2 separate regions of the Mus musculus genome follow, and region 1 is linked to region 2. The links are chromatin contacts, called in public HiChIP or PLAC-seq maps. All regions are on one chromosome and are shown on one strand. The core of a region is the stretch at or near the end of the contact, and the rest is flanking DNA. Distances in the headings are between cores, read along the strand shown. Region 1 overlaps Gm2a (GM2 ganglioside activator protein). Region 2 has its middle 14 kb from the start of Cdc42se2.

Region 1 (3,474 bases), core at 811-3,310, 300 kb before region 2:
CCTCGGGAGGTGATGGCAGAAGGAGCAGAAGTTCAAGGCTATCCTTAGGTACTTACATTAAGTTGTGGGGCAGCCTAAACTACCTAAGGAAGGCCCTGGCTCAAAAGAACAGAAACAAAGTTGGGGATGTGGTTTTGGCAGAGTGCTCACCTAATATGCATGAGAGGCCCCGGGGTCCATTCCAGGTGTGGTAGTACCCCTGTGATCTGAGTACTCAAGAAGTGGAGGCCAGAGAGCCAGGAGCTCACAGCAAGTTCAAGGCCAGCTAAGGCTACATAAAGCCCTCCCTCAAAACATACATACAAAGCACTGCTTGTTTTCATATGTATTTTTTAAAAAATAAATGCATGCAGTATGGATAAAGGAAACAGCATTGTTCATTCAGCTCTGAGAGTCCACATTGTGGCGGCTCATGCCCACAACCAAACTGCGGCAGGCAGGCCTACCACAAGTTCAAGGCCAGCATAGGCTACAGAGTGAGACCCTGTCTCAAAACAAAAGAAAATAGCCTTATGTCCCTGGCTACTGGCTATACATCAAAACAACACAGAGGAGTCCATGGTGAACACTGGGCCGCCATATCCAAGTGCATGAATGGGTGAATCCCAGCTGACCTGGGTTTCCCTTCCATCCCCTGACCCTGAGACTCTATGAACCCGGGAAAGTCTGTGGTAAGTCTGCAAAGTCTGAAGTCTTTCACAATCTATGAGCATGAGTTTCCATGGCGCCTGCTGGCTGCCCACTCCCCGTCCATCGTCCACACAGCCTGGGGCTTACCTTCTGAGGAGCAGTGAGGGGAACGCTGGTCTTGCCCTCAAGGCTGACGACTACATCTCCAGGAACCACAATGGGGTCAGGTTGGATCGTGAGGCTTTTGATCACTGCAGGGTCCTTTCCTTCATCACAGTTATCCCAGGAGAAGCCACCAAGTTGGGAAAGCTAGGGACAACGAGACAGCAAGGAGAGAAGTGGAGGAAAAGAAATGTTTCAGCATACAAGAGTTGGAGGGAGGCCTGCCCATTCCCCTCTGAGCTCCATGGTAACAGTCACACTTGTCTGACCCATTCTTCAGGCAAAATGCCAAAGTGCAGGGCCTAGGCCCATTATATCAGACCTTGAACTTTAAAACTAAGGGGGTTGGGATGTCGCTCCGTTGGTGGAATGTCTACCTGGCATATTGGAAACCTTAGGCTCTATCCTTGGCATGACACAAACCCAGTGTGGTGGCAGGGGCAACACTTGGGAGGTAGAACATCAGGAATTCATGGTCATCTTCAACTACATAGCCCATGTCAGGCCAGTCTAGATACACAAGACCCTGTTCTGGGGCAGGGCAGGAGAGAGAGAGAGAGAGACTTAGCTAGCTGTATGGGTGCAAGCCCATAATGTAAACACTCAAGGGAAGATGTGGTCATTCTAAACCAGCCTAGGCTACAAAAGAAGGGAGGGAGGGAGGGAGGGAGGAAGGGAGGGAGGGAGAGAGGAATCACCCCTAGCTAAGGAAGTATTGGCAGTGGTGGCTACAGAGAGGAGGAGTCATTATACCTTGGGGGCTTGTGATACTCATAGATAGCCATGTCCTAACCCATGCACATATGAGAAGCAATAATTGGACTCAGTGGGTTATTAAGAGAAGATAAAAATGGCAGGCAGGTGCGCTGGATTGAAAGGGAATGTGGGATTGGATACGATACAGATACATTGTATACAAGTCAATGAATACAGAAAATACTCTATTTAATAATGGTATTAGCCTCATTTAGCTTTGAGGGTACCTTCTCTGAGCTCTGACCCTGCCACCCATTTCTCTCCAGCTAGCTTTGGGAGGTCACCACAAGACAAGCTGCTGAAAGTCACCCTTGTATTCCATGCCCATGAGCCTGATTATGCCCCACCCCTTGTCCAATCCTAGGTCGGCAACAAGGGGGAACAAGGAGAAAGAACACAAGGAGAAACAACAGTAACCCAAGCCTCAGCGTCCAGGGAACAAGACCCACAGGACAAGATCTACAGGAGGTCCCTCAGTGACGAGCAATGACTTTCTCACCTTACACCCACATTCTTACTCCCCTGTCGTGAACCACACCATAGGCACAACCTGAGTCACCCACCACTCCTCTGCAGAGGAACTTCTCAAATCTTCCTCCACGTGACCTAGATCCAACAAATGTGACCACCAGCCCCCAGAACCTTAGGATCTGGGATTCATTCTACACCTCTGTCTGTCTGTTTGTCTGCCTGTCTGCCTGTCTCTCCCTCTCAAAACACACTCACATGCCCCACCCCCAAAACCCCCTACAAAGACACTTAGCACTGCCATTATCCACACACAGCCTTAGAAAATCTGCCAGCCTGGCCTCCATCTTAACCCATTCATAACCATCCGGACCCAGAGAACACCTGATCCGTGCTAGACCACAGCTTCTCTCTGCCAAGCCTTGGAATTATGACACAAGAAGCTGTGTGTGTGACCCTATGGCCAGAGGCAATGTATGTGACCCTTATGACACAAGGCCTGGCACTGCCTTGGGTCAAAAGTTTTAAGGTGGGTTCCAAGCACGTACACTTGCGGCTCAGCTCCAAGTTGAGTTGAGGAGACAAGAGTAAGAGCCCCTCTGTCCTATGGGAAAGGAACACAGAGTCAGTCACCTATATGATCTACTACAGCACTAAAGGAGCCAGGCATGCTGACATACACCAGTCATCCCAGCACTAGGGAGGCTGAGGCAGGAGGATCTCAAGCTTGAAGGCAGCCTGGGCTACATAGTGAGACCCTGTCTTCAAAAAAGAACAAAAGGCAATCTAAGACCAGCAAGACCAGCACAGGGCACATGCCTGTAATCCCAGCACTCGGCTCTGATGTTCAAACTCATCCTCAAACACACAGTGAGCTCATAACCAGCCTGGGATGGAAAACAAGCATCCCAGGGACCTGGGACAGGTATGGCTTTGGAGTGCCAGGCAGGAAGCCTAGGTTCCAGTCAAACAGACCTGGGTTGGAATCCCAGCCTGGAACACATACAATTGGAGTCCTGATTTCTGATTTCCACATCTTTTAAGTAGAGGCATTTTATATCTTCCTCCCAGAACTGTTGCAAGGTGAGAACACGTATGTGACAACTCATGACATTGTGTCAGACACAAAGCATGAGCTGGCTCACTAAAACACAGCCATGTGCCTCCCTGGCCTCTGTTTCCTGCCACCAACTCCGTGAGATCCATGTAAGCCTGTTAAACTCCATGTTCAAGCTTCTTGGCATGGGCTTCTGATTCCTGGAATGAAAGGCCACACTGTGACTAAGAAAGGCAGGGCCAGGGTAGGTACCAGCAGGTATTTTGCTCAAACTTCATTCCATAAGTATTTGTGAAGCGACTATTTCAGGGCCTGGACTGAGGCTTTGTAAACAATAGGAAGCAGTTCTTCCCTGCCTTGTGGGGCTTATAGTCTAGTGTAAATAAGTGTTCCCCAGGCTG
Region 2 (3,364 bases), core at 71-2,570:
CAGAACTGGTCCATTGTGTCTTTAAAAGATTTATTTTTACTTTTATGTGCACGAGTGTTTGTCTGCTTATATGTGTGTATATCACATGTATATTGTGTCCACAGAAGCCAGAAGAGGACGTTGGATGCCCTGGGACTGGAGTTACAGGTGGTGGTGAGCTGTTGTGTGAGTGCTGGGACACAAATCCAGGTCCTCTGAAAGAGCATCCAGTACTCTCAACCATGAGCTGTATCTCCAGCCAGATTCCCACATTTATATCACTGTATTTGCCTTACCTTTTAGTAGAATGGAATATTTGCAGAAGGGAAACATGAAAAAAAGAAAGGAAAAGGTTGTGTGGGAGACTACATTCACAAGCAACAGAATATGGTATGGAAATTACCTTGTCTTGGCTGCATCTTGTGTGCACCATTACTGTTCACGAGGAGAAAATCCTAACTAATGGCAAACTGTTCAGATTAGCCAAAACAAGCCAGAGAGCAGAGTACAGAGGTGCACATCTGTAATCCAAGCACTCAGGGGGTGGACACGGGAAGATTAGGAAATCAAGGTTATCCTTGGCTATGCAACAAGTTAGAGGCTAGCTTGGGTTACATGAAACCCTGAATCCAAAATTAATAATAAATACATAAATAAAGCAGGAAAGATGAGTCTTCAGGCCTAGGGTAGAAGAGTTTGTACTGAGATCAGGCCTTGGGTTTGATCTCTACTGTGACCGTGAACAGATGAAGACATAAACCAGAAGGAAACTAACCTGCAGAACCGCCGAGGAAACAGAACAGCAGACATAGCCACGACGTCCCTTCCGAGCTCTCAAATTCCACCATTAATGAATGAGTGCCACGTGGAGCTTATCAAGGAAATATGTGAAGCAATACAAACTTAGAGTGCAAAGGTTATGTATGAGACATTAACCCTGACTCCATAAATGTCACTCTCTTTGGTTTATGAGTTGTCAGTGTATTTAAGCACAGGAGTGTGCAGGTGCCTGTATGTGTGAGTTCAAATTGATGGTTGGATGTATGTCTTCCTCTATTGCTCTCTACCTTTTTATTTATTTAGTAATTTATTATTATTATTATTATTATTATTATTATTATTATTATTATTATTATTATTAATTAGGCTGCCAGTGAAACTGAAACTTGCTGTTTTGGCTAGCCTGGCTGTCCAGCATGACCCAGGATCTCTCTCTCTGTCCCTGGCACTGGGGTTAGAGGCACTTCCTACAGCACCTCGCTTTTGCATGTGTGCTGAGGATCCTGACTCGTGCTTATATAGCAGACACTTAACCCACTGAGCTAAACTGCAACCTCCAAGCTACATCATTGACTCACTTGGTCTTTGTGCCTGACTCATTTATTCTCTCCAGCTAACTTCAGGCACCTTAGTATAATCTGATCTCTGTCTCAGAAGCCCCAGCGTTGTTTCCTGTATACACACACACACACACACACACACACACACACTTTACACTTCACACCGTGCACTCAGTCACTAACTCTCATCACATTTTCTCATGGCTCTCTGAGTTGACACATGGCTCTTCCACACTTAAAGACTTCCACCCCCATTTTGGTAATTCCTCTAAATTGCATCCTGTCCTTTAGGAATCCTTTCTGGACTTTCAGAACTGGAGTCCAATGTTCTTCATCAGAACTTTGACTAGAATACTTAGCAAAGCAACTTCCTCCTCACACAGCATTGTGGAGCCGGAAGCTGCGGTTGCAACATCTTGATTCAGCAGCTTCCTGACTGATTGGGAGGAAGGAGGCTGCAGAGCCAAGGGCAGAGGGTGACTAGTCATCCCTGGGAAGGCTGGCTTGAAGTCACAGTCAAGACCAAGAGCTGTCTTCTCAATGAGCTGTTAGAAGCAGTTAAGAGGCAAGACATTTGTGGTCCAAGGGGTGAGCCTGAGAAGACCTCAGAGGCAGAGTGGGCAGGAGTAGGGTGAGGAGGTCATAGATGCTGTGTTGATCCTTTTATTGATCTTCAGATTTCTCCACTCCTCATACAATAGACAACAAACATTATTGAATTGAATTGGACCCTGCTAGAACAGCCTTTAAAATTCTTCTTCTTCTTCTTCTTCTTCTTCTTCTTCTTCTTCTTCTTCTTCTTCTTCTTCTTCTTCTTCTTCTTCTTCTTCTTCTTCTTCTTCTTCTCCTCCTCCTCCTCCTCCTCCTCCTCCTCTTCCTCCTCCTCCTCCTCCTCCTCCTCTTCCTCCTCCTTTTCTTCCTCCTCCTCTTCCTCCTCCTTCTTCTTTGTGTGAGTGTGTGTGTGCATGCGCACACAGGTATTTGTGAAGGCCAGAAGAGAATGTTGGATTCCCTGGGGCTGGAATTCCCTCCTCACCTATAGTGTGTGTGAGTGTGCAGGTATTTGTGAAGGCCAGAAGAGAATATCAGATTCCCTGGAGCTGGAGTTACAGGTGGTTGTGAGGTGCTAATGTGGGTGTTGTGAACTGAACTTGGGTCCTCTGGAAGAACAGTGTGCACCTTTAACTACTGGGCCATCTCTCCAGACATATCCTCCCTTCCTCTCTTCTTCCTTCCTTCGTTTCTTTCTTACTTTTGTATGCATGAATGTGTGTGTTGGTGTGTACTCATGCCATAGTGCATGCACGGATGTCAGACAACCACTGTGGAAGATGAACTTGTCTTTCTACCTTGCAGGTCCTGGGTGTAGCTGAGGTTGTCAGGCTTGGCAGCAAGCAACTTTACCTACCAAGTCATCTCGCAGACCTATAGACTATTCCTGTGTAGTGGTGCACACATGATTTCCCAGCACTCAGGAGGCATGGTGAGGGAATTCTTCACAAGTTCAAGGCTATATTATCTGGAAATCTCTCACGGGCTTTTTCGTTGTCCTGCCTATACATATATGAATGTGACCTATTTTTTCTACCTGAGTCACCGGGAGAAAGATTACTTTGAATCATCTTTGAAGGTCTCTTGGGGCCTTAGGTTTAGCTGAAGTACCAAAGAGTATTTATATGTATGGGATGTATGTATGTATGTATGTATGTATGTATGTATGTATGTATGTGAGACAGGGTCTTAATATGTAGCCCAAACTGATTTTAAACCTTCCATCCTTCTGCCTCTGCCCTCTCTAGTGCTAGGATAATAGGCATGTGCTGCCACATCTGGTGAATCCCAGAAATGTGTGTGTATGTAGAAATAATAAGTGTGGCCAGGGGCAGTGGTACTTACCTTTAATCCCAGCACTCAGGTGGCAAGGGCAAGCAGATCTCTGTGAATCTGAGGCCAGCATAGTCTACATAGTGAATTCCAGGGCAGCCAGGGCTATGCAGAGAGACCCTGACTCAAAAACCAACCAACCAACCAACCAACCAACCAAC

Evidence for each region. HiChIP or PLAC-seq counts read pairs in DNA pulled down with a chosen protein or histone mark.
Region 1: a FOXA1 HiChIP or PLAC-seq map of pancreatic cancer cells shows a contact between it and region 2. The contact joins two enhancer-like sites. A contact is called at or near these places in 1 of 484 Hi-C or Micro-C datasets (olfactory sensory neurons) and 2 of 115 datasets of contacts at active chromatin or transcription factors (memory CD8 T cells and pancreatic cancer cells).

What each region holds. Positions count from the first base shown.
Region 1 is chr11:55,101,052-55,104,525 of GRCm38.p6, reverse strand. Gm2a (GM2 ganglioside activator protein) reads right to left here. Exons shown (of 4, transcript NM_010299.3): 2 at 778-939. Among named protein-coding and RNA genes, the nearest start is that of Gm2a, 4.8 kb to the right of the region's middle. Within about 2 kb of position 2,060, at least 21 of the 459 cell types and tissues checked have an H3K27ac peak or open chromatin away from gene starts, as enhancers often do. A contact at or near this core is called in pancreatic cancer cells, where this site is marked.
Region 2 is chr11:54,800,382-54,803,745 of GRCm38.p6, reverse strand. No RefSeq gene overlaps it. Among named protein-coding and RNA genes, the nearest start is that of Cdc42se2, 14 kb to the right of the region's middle. Within about 2 kb of position 1,320, at least 146 of the 459 cell types and tissues checked have an H3K27ac peak or open chromatin away from gene starts, as enhancers often do. A contact at or near this core is called in pancreatic cancer cells, where this site is marked.